Regions from separate parts of the Sus scrofa genome. Here all the other regions are linked to region 3. A link is a contact called in public Hi-C data. All regions are on one chromosome and are shown on one strand. The core of a region is the stretch at or near the end of the contact, and the rest is flanking DNA. Distances in the headings are between cores, read along the strand shown. Region 1 has its middle 82 kb from the start of TRNAD-GUC. Region 2 holds the start of MLLT3 (protein AF-9). Region 3 overlaps MLLT3 (protein AF-9).

Region 1 (2,700 bases), core at 37-2,536, 360 kb after region 3:
CTTGAGTTTCGTTCACACCCCATTGGATTTCACTTCAACCTGAAAACTCACAGGGAAGGTCAGCTGAAACAACTGAGTTTGGTCAGCTCTCCCCTCAGGACCATAAATCACACTGCTGCCACAGAGGAAAAGAAGAGGTAGGCTGAGAAACGTGGCCTATCTGATTGTGTGTGTGTGTGTCTGTCTGTCTGTCTGTCTGGGGGTGGATCTGGGGTTGTAGGGGAGCATGTTGGAAAGGACAGGAATTTTCATTTCACACCTGCTTGGGTTTTCATTTTGAAAAGTTTCCATCATGGCACTTAGGTATGTTTCCTCAAAAGTAAATTCTGCCTGATGTGAATAGGCTGCCGATACAGGTCCAAATGAATAACAATAATAACCACTAAGATACACTTTATATGGGCCAAATACTGCAAGGGGCCTCACGTGGTGGAGGGGCTGATAAAGGCTACCTGTTAAGGTCCTTTCTGACGTGATGCTCCCTGGCGCTCTGGCAGGTCCAACTGGAAGAGAGAACCCCGACCTTCTTCCACCAGCATGGAAGCACCCCACTAGGGAATCGTCCTGTAGTCTTCCCCACTCTTGTTCTTCATGAGCATAAATCCCTTTAACATTAATGGGAGTTGCCCCCCCCATTAAGGGGGACATTGACTTCTAACTTATGAAAAGAGGCCTGGAAGACCCCACCTCCGCTGCCACCCCCCTTCTAGGAATCCTCTCCCACTGCTCTCCACTGGGGTGGCAAAGGCCTGGCAGCTACTTGCCCCAGTTTTGGCAGGTCTGCAATTCAGCATTTGGTTTGGTTTTTCAGATATTAAGTCATTTATAAAATAAAACTCACATGTTCTTCAGAATGTTCTTTTTTAAAGAGCTATCACAGCAGCTTGCTTTCTCCAGCCCCTCTGAATTCCTTTCTGGGTCCCTTGGATGAAAGGCCAATTCCAGTATATTATGGAGATGTGGCAGGTCTGAGGTCTGTTTGGTCTGCAAACCTTCAACAGAATTTTCTTTTTTTTCCAATCCCTGTCACAGGCTTAGAATAGTCTGATCCACATGGTCTGAAGCTGCTTTTTTTTTTTTCCTTTTGGTAATACCTGAATAAACAGCACTACTCCCCACCACCCCTCACCCACAAGTTAGGCAGAGCAGAGCAGTAGACCCAATCTGAGATAGAGACACCTGGCCAGGTTTTGGGTGATAAATGAAAAGAACTGTACGAAGACTCTGGGAGCGAATGCCTACTTGGGCACGAGAGAGCATGGTTTATCCTAAGAGCCCTGTGGGCGCCTAGCCCACACGGCCACAAACAGGAAGCGGCCAGGCTGGCTGTCCTAGAACAGAGGTGCTGAAAAGCAAGCCACGACGTAACCACAGCGTTACAGTGGAGAGAAAGCTAGCCAGAAAATGGTGAAGTTAAACAAAGGGGCAGGAAGAAAAAGGAGAGAAACAAAAGTGTTCCTCCCGAAGCAGAGCGAAAGAAGCCGCCCCAACTCAGTCCCCTCTCGCCATCTAGTGGCCATGATGTGTGACTGCCGTGCTGGCTGCTGCGGGGTGATCGTGGTGCCGCCGGAGATGGCTATCTCCTGGACTCAAGAGAAGACAGGCTCAGCAACATAAAGGTTAACTTAAGCCAAAATCACGACCAGCAGAGCAGACTCTTCGTGGAAGAGCGTGTTTGTTTAGATTCGAAATGCTGTGCGGTTAAAGAACAGCTGTGCATCTTGCTCAATCTGCCGGTTAAGGAAGATTGGTATTGGAAATTCCCCAGCCCTGAGCAATTTCTTTAAAAGGATTCACATGTGTAGAGCACATTTAAATCTCCCTCAGGAAAAGCCAGTTTTCTATTAATAAAGGCTATTTGTTACTTCTGTTCTCCAACACTATCCAGAAGCCAAATATTCTTAAGTTTTGGAGAGGAAGGATGATGTTACATGGATTTGTTGGCCAGAATCCACTCCTTGGTTGGGGGGACCCCAGGTCTTACCCCCATCTAATGATTAACTTTCTTTTGAAAAATACATAATGTAGGATCTAGCAATCTTTTCCTGCAAGATTTTCCCCTTTCCCAAATACAAAATATTTGAGGTTTCCAATAATAAAGTCTTAATACTAGTGTTCACTGATGAAGTAATACTATGAAATGTAGAGCTTTTCTGCTGTGAGAACTAAGATATTAGGAGTTAAATACAAAGGTACATAGTTAAACTTTTATATGAATACCCATATGTAACTGAATGATTGTTTGCCACAGACTTTGATATCTGTCCATGACCCAAATTGTTACATGTTTTAGATTCTAGGGTATAACAAAAAATATATACAACCTCTCAAAATTCTGCTTCTGCGTGCCTATATATACACAGAATAAACAATCATTGATCTAAGCCGTCATCTGCTTTCTCTAGGCTTCTCTGCATTCTTTCCTGATCACTATAAATGTATACATTTTTGACACTGACAAGTAAAGGTGCAGTCTAAATCTGTCCATACAGAGAATGTCCAATGTTTGTTCCACAGAATATCCACACAAAGTCTGTGAGGTTACTGGTCATTCTCGGGGTGATAATGTATGATCCTTTGTGAGAGGCAAGCTATACTCCACTTTGGAGCTGAAAGTCTAAGGGTTCTACAGAAACTTCCAGTTAGATGTATGGGCTTGCTCTGGGGCCAAAGACCTGGTGGTAATTGACTCCACTTGAA
Region 2 (2,700 bases), core at 108-2,607, 270 kb before region 3:
CTTTTTGAAGAAATAAATGGTTTTTATCTCTCATCACTTCCATTTAATTTTTTTTTTTTGGAAAAAGTTTGTCTCAAAATTTATTTGCAAAATATTTTCTGTAATTAAATCGTCAAGAACCCAAAGGGTTGTTTCATGCTTGTTGTACTTCACCTAAAGTGCAAAGATCTTCAGGTATGATGGATAGAAAATTAATCTGCTGTTTTTTCTGTTTTGATTGCTTTTAATTAATAGTTTATTAGATTATGTTATAAATAATATATTGAAAGATTGACATAAATTCTTTTGCCCAAAAGTTGAATCTCAGTATTCAGGATTGCCTTTTCTTTTCCCTCCGGTCTTGGTCTTTTTTGTTTTAACGAGGTCACGTAAGGACGTCCGTGGAAGGGCTCCGTGCGCCATCTACTGACAGAATCTATTTTTCCAGGGTCTGGAGAAAGAATTACCCCTAAAGGTTTTTAAAAGCATTCTTTGAGAAAGGAGGAATAATGGGAAAAGAACCTTTCTTTGATCCCATGGTTTACTTGTGATTCCTGGAATAAATCTTATTCAGCAGACACATAATTCCGAAAGGAGACATTCTTCCCTCATTGCGAGTACAAGTTACAGAGAAAATTCCAAGACAGCCCGGTTGGTGTTGCTAGAAGTTAGCCAAGCCCTGAAGTCAACTCAAAGGAAGAATGGATTGTTGTTTTTTACCTGCGTGCTAAGCTAGACTCGTTGCCTCATGGTTGCCACCTTCCAGAAAGTGGCCTTATTAATGGCACATCCAGATAACAATCACTTTCCTATCTTACGACTCCAAAGGACTTCTAATTTGATTATTCTATCTAAAAATGCAATAATGCATAGCAAGTACGTCCACTCTTCACGTAGACCCTAACATACAGCTTGTCTATGTGTGTGTAAACTTAGTCCGTATACACACACAGACACACATACACCTAAAAAATATTATGCATATATGTACATGTGGGTCTAAGAAATCTAAGAGAAGTTTAAGCTTTTGGCCTTGGACTAAAATGTTTCTATCCTCAGCTGTTTTCTACATTACATGCTAAATCCAATAGAAGGGTGGGAGGAATTAGGGTCCTAAAGCAGAAGAGGTTTTCTTGGTTGTAACTGGGGGAGAGGAGAGCATCAGTTTTAGGGGTTCAACGCACTGAAGCCGGAGGCTTGGATTGTAAATTAAAATTGGTCCGAACCGGTCAGATCTGATTCCGATTAGCTCCCTGTGAGCAGCTGGGAGAACTGAAAAATTAACATTAAGGATCCCAGGTGCCCCGGCTAACCTCTTTCCCCCTATTGTGCTTGCTCCCTTTAATTCAATGGCCCATACAACTTGTTTTGGTGGTTTTAAGAAAAAGGAAAAGAAGAAAGCAAGAAAGTTGAGCCAAAAAATGCAAGACAGGGCAGATAAAGAAGGCAGGTAGAAGAGAATAAAGCCAAAGGAAAGACTGAGAAAGAAGGAGATGAGGGAAAAAGGGAAGAAAAGAAGAGCAAAAAAGGAATGTGGGCTATAGGAAGATGCAGGGATCTTTCTTTAACGAACCGAAGTTACAGCTATCTTTCACTTTCAAATCAATTGTCTAGATCTTATCCGTTTCCTTTGTAAAGGTTGTCTGCGCTGCTAAAGGAAGCTAGTTAGTACTCCTACTCCGCCCCACGCGTGGCTGCGCTGTTCTATCCCCCGCCACTGAGAGCAAGTTCAACCCAAGTGAGAAGCATCGCAGGAGCGCGACTTTGGGAACACTCCAGCGACTGGTTGTCACTCGGGAACCTAACAGGATTAATACCCGGAGATGGATTACGCTGTCTGTCACCAATTCGCCTAAAGATTATAATCCAATTTATGCCCATTACAGTCAGTATTAACTTTATCTGCTATTTTAAGACTCCCAGTTGTCCCTGGCGTTCTCAGAGGACAATCTTCCACGTTCTGATGCAACCCAGCAGGCTGTCAGGAGGGGCAACCTCCCCAAGAAAACAACTCCTAGCCTGGTCCCCGCGGGTCTGCACCCAGCAGCACTCCCAGGTATCTATCTCACCTTCACCTGGGCACTGCTTTGTTATGCCTTCCAGCCGGGGATTACCAACGCGGGAGGCGGTCCCTGGGAAGGAAATTGCCGTCTTGTTTCTCTGGCTTGTTCATTTTAAAATTGTCGATGGCGGTGCAGGAAGGGAGGGGGTGAGTGGATAGGGAAGGGGGCCAGGGAATTGTTGCCGGTTATAACTGTCTCAGCGATTGCTTTTAGACGCTTGTTTGCAGGATGGCATTTCTCTCGCTCTGTCTTTAAATAAGTTTGTTTGGGTGTAATTTCTTGCCGTTTCAGCACAAAACCATAAAAAGATGTGGTGGAAAGTAAAAGAAACCCCCTTCCCTTCCCCGAGCGTGCTAACTAACGCCAAAGACTTGATTTAACGCCCCTTCTCGGGAGGCTGGGGGCTCTAGGCAGTGGCTACATTCCAGCAGTTTTAATCCGTTTTTTATTGTAGGGCGAGAGGAGTTTACACAGGGGCTGGGATGGTTCCCCAGCTGGCTGCTCTCCCCACCCCAGCGTCCCCTCCCCGCCCTTCTCCCCACCCCCAGCAGGAACCTGTTACTTTAAGCGAGGCGTTCCAGTGTGGCGGTGCTGGCCGCCAGGGCTTCGGGAGGTGGCCGGTGATTGGCTCTTTCGAGCTCCCCCTTGCTTGCTCGCT
Region 3 (2,700 bases), core at 60-2,559:
GGAAATGTGTTTTTCAGTCTTACATGTCTGTGTGACTGTGATGATGATATGATGATGATGGTGATCTGAAAGCTCGTATAAAATAGACCAAAACAGGAGTTCCCGTTGTGGCTTAGTGGTTAATGAATCCGACTAGCATCCATGAGGACACGGGTTCAATCCCTGGCCTTGCTCAGTGGGTTAAGGATCCGGCATTGCTGTGAGCTGTGGTGAAAGGTCACAGACACGGCTTGGATCCCGTGTTGTTGTGGCTGTGGTATAGGCCAGCGGCTACAGCTCCAATTTGACCCCTAGCCTGGAAACCTCCATATGCTGTAGGTGCAGCCCTAAATAGACAAAAGACAAAAAAAAAAAAAAAAAAGACCAAAACATGCAGGGAAGGCCAGACTGTGAAATGGGAGTTTCCGTCTTCTGTATCCCTCGGCTATTCTCTGTCTGCAGGTTGACAGTGGTCTCTCAGGTTTCTGTAAATTGCCAAGCGAGGCTGTGTACCCCTTATCTTTTCTCAGTCTTCTAGGGATGAGGAAGAGGGGAAAATGCTAATTGAATCAAACATTTTCTAACTCTTGGAAAAAAGTGAACAGAGAGAGAGAGAAGGATCCACATGTCAACAAAGCAAGTAATTAACTGGAGTATTGTTAGGAGCCACTAGTGATCATTCACATGAAAGACCCATCAGTAGTGAATCCATCTGCAGACTAATTGAGTTGTCAGTCCTCACAAAGAAATACAGAAAAATAATAATCTTGAAAATTTGATTCTCAAGCCATATCCTCAGATTAAGGATAGAAGTGCACCTCATCATAGTTCTATTTTCAGAGACTACTGTACATAAATGGTACGTCTCAGCAGTCTGGGTGTCTGCTTCTCCCTGTCCAGCTTAACAGGGAGTAATAGTGCTGTATCATTTTAACCAAAGATTTTTCCCCCCCAAACCTCCCTTATGTGATATTCAAACAAAATCAAAATTCCAGCTCCTTTTTGGCTGAAAGTATTGAAGGGAGGGAGGAAAGAGGGGGCTTAAAGGAAGGAAGCTATCCATCGGACCTGAGTTAATATTCAGAATATCATAAATCACCTATCAGCCTGCCAGGCATGTTGAATGACATAAAAAGAGTCGATCCAGTTAAACTGGTTTGAAATCAGCTTGTGGAAGACACGGAGCCGTACTTTTCTATTCTGGAGCCATTTCCTTAAAGATAAGAAATGATCATAAATAAAACAATTGTCTTCAGCATGGCTCAGCTCTCAGAATGAGGTTTTGACAAAGCTGTTTATTTTGGAGCAGGGAGAGATCAAAGCAGGAAGATTAACTGAGCCCTCTCTGGGCAGCCACTCAGTAACTCCAGGCGGATCGCTGACACCCGGAGCTTTTGTTCCTGCCTCTGCCGCTTCAGAAGAAAGAAACTAGGATTTCAATGTAGTTTGGCCTTCTGTGCCGTCGCCCTTACAGAATGTGTAGGGTGGGACTTTGGGGCCCTGAATGTACTATTTTCTGCTTTGAAGGGAAGGTGGTAGAACTCTCTCGACCTAGTCAACAGCTGTGTATTGCAAAGAGAGGGTTTTCAGGGACTGTGACCCCCCAGAGTGCAGGGACTTGGGGTGGAGAGGGATGGGGGAGTACAGGGCGGGATATGATGGGAACAGAATTCAGTTTTCTAAGGCACAAGGCAAGCACACAGTTACTGGTATTCCCTTTTGCTTGAAATCGCAGCAGATCGGCGCTGCTTGGCCCAGCCCCGTGTCTGAGTTGGCGAGGAGTGCCATCTACTGACCTACTTACTGCTGTATGTGTGTGTGTCTCCGCGCCCAATGTTCCCCCAGGTCTCATTCCCAACAATAGAGAGAAGGAAATTCCCAGTGCAATGGAGTGTTTGGTTTCTCTTACAGTGAAGCATGTTGCAAACTATTGCTTTGCCTCTGCAATTAAGTAATTTCCGTCTATTGCCAAAAGCATTGTATTTCAAGTTAGCCTGGTCACCTCAGTCATCTAGTTATCTTAATGTTAAAAGTGAAAAAATAAAGGCGAGTCTCAGGCAAGACTCTGTTAGGAGCTCAGGTCTTACTTAGGCATTTTTCTAAATTCAAAGGGAAATATATCCTTTTAGAAGTATTGGGTCTTCTCTGGAATGTCATCCCAACAAGTGAAATGTTTTTAGTAGTAGAAATTTTTACAACTGACTGAATGGGAATTTGGACATTATTTGTTCATCTCTCTCATCTTGTCTCACTTTTTTTTTGAGGGCGAAAATGTTGAATGATAGGGTGGTACCTGAAACTAGGTTTTCTGAGCCAAATCAGTGCTCTTTCCACAAATTAAACTACAAAATGTGGACTCATTTTTAAAAATCTTCTTTGTGTTATGGGACATAGTAGACTTTTCTTTTTGGGGGGGGGGTGGTTTTGTTTTTGTTTTTGGTTTTTTTTTGGTTTTTAGGGCTGCATCTGTGGCATATAGAGGTTCCCAATCTGGGAGTCAATCACAGCGGCAGCTGCTGGCCTACACCGCAGCAACCCGGGATCCAAGATGTGTCTGCGACCTACACCACAGCTCACAGCTCACAGCAATGCTGGATCCTTAACCCACTGAGCGAGGCTGGGAATCAAACTTGCATCCTCATGGATACAAATTGGGTTTGTTTCCATTGAGCCACAGCGGGAACTCCCATGGTAGACTTTTGAACAGATCTGTGTGTGTGT

What was found. Hi-C and Micro-C count contacts between places; a contact is called where the count stands out from the background.
Region 1: a Hi-C map of skeletal muscle shows a contact between it and region 3, with 4 times the contacts expected there. The contact joins two enhancer-like sites. A contact is called at or near these places in 4 of 47 Hi-C or Micro-C datasets (fetal heart ventricle and skeletal muscle).
Region 2: a Hi-C map of skeletal muscle shows a contact between it and region 3, with 3 times the contacts expected there. The contact joins the promoter of MLLT3 here to the enhancer-like site in region 3. A contact is called at or near these places in 2 of 5 promoter capture datasets (fetal liver and liver) and 11 of 47 Hi-C or Micro-C datasets (alveolar macrophages, brain, embryonic fibroblasts and 6 more).

What each region holds. Positions count from the first base shown.
Region 1 is chr1:202,950,710-202,953,409 of Sscrofa11.1, forward strand. No RefSeq gene overlaps it. Among named protein-coding and RNA genes, the nearest start is that of TRNAD-GUC, 82 kb to the right of the region's middle. Within about 2 kb of position 1,287, at least 24 of the 83 cell types and tissues checked have an H3K27ac peak or open chromatin away from gene starts, as enhancers often do. A contact at or near this core is called in skeletal muscle, where this site is marked.
Region 2 is chr1:202,316,101-202,318,800 of Sscrofa11.1, forward strand. MLLT3 (protein AF-9) reads left to right here and starts at 1,358. Exons shown (of 11, transcript XM_013993522.2): 1 at 1,358-2,035. The coding sequence starts at 1,853.
Region 3 is chr1:202,589,337-202,592,036 of Sscrofa11.1, forward strand. The region is part of intron 8 of MLLT3 (protein AF-9); the gene reads left to right. Among named protein-coding and RNA genes, the nearest start is that of MLLT3, 270 kb to the left of the region's middle. Within about 2 kb of position 1,310, at least 26 of the 83 cell types and tissues checked have an H3K27ac peak or open chromatin away from gene starts, as enhancers often do. A contact at or near this core is called in fetal liver and skeletal muscle, where this site is marked.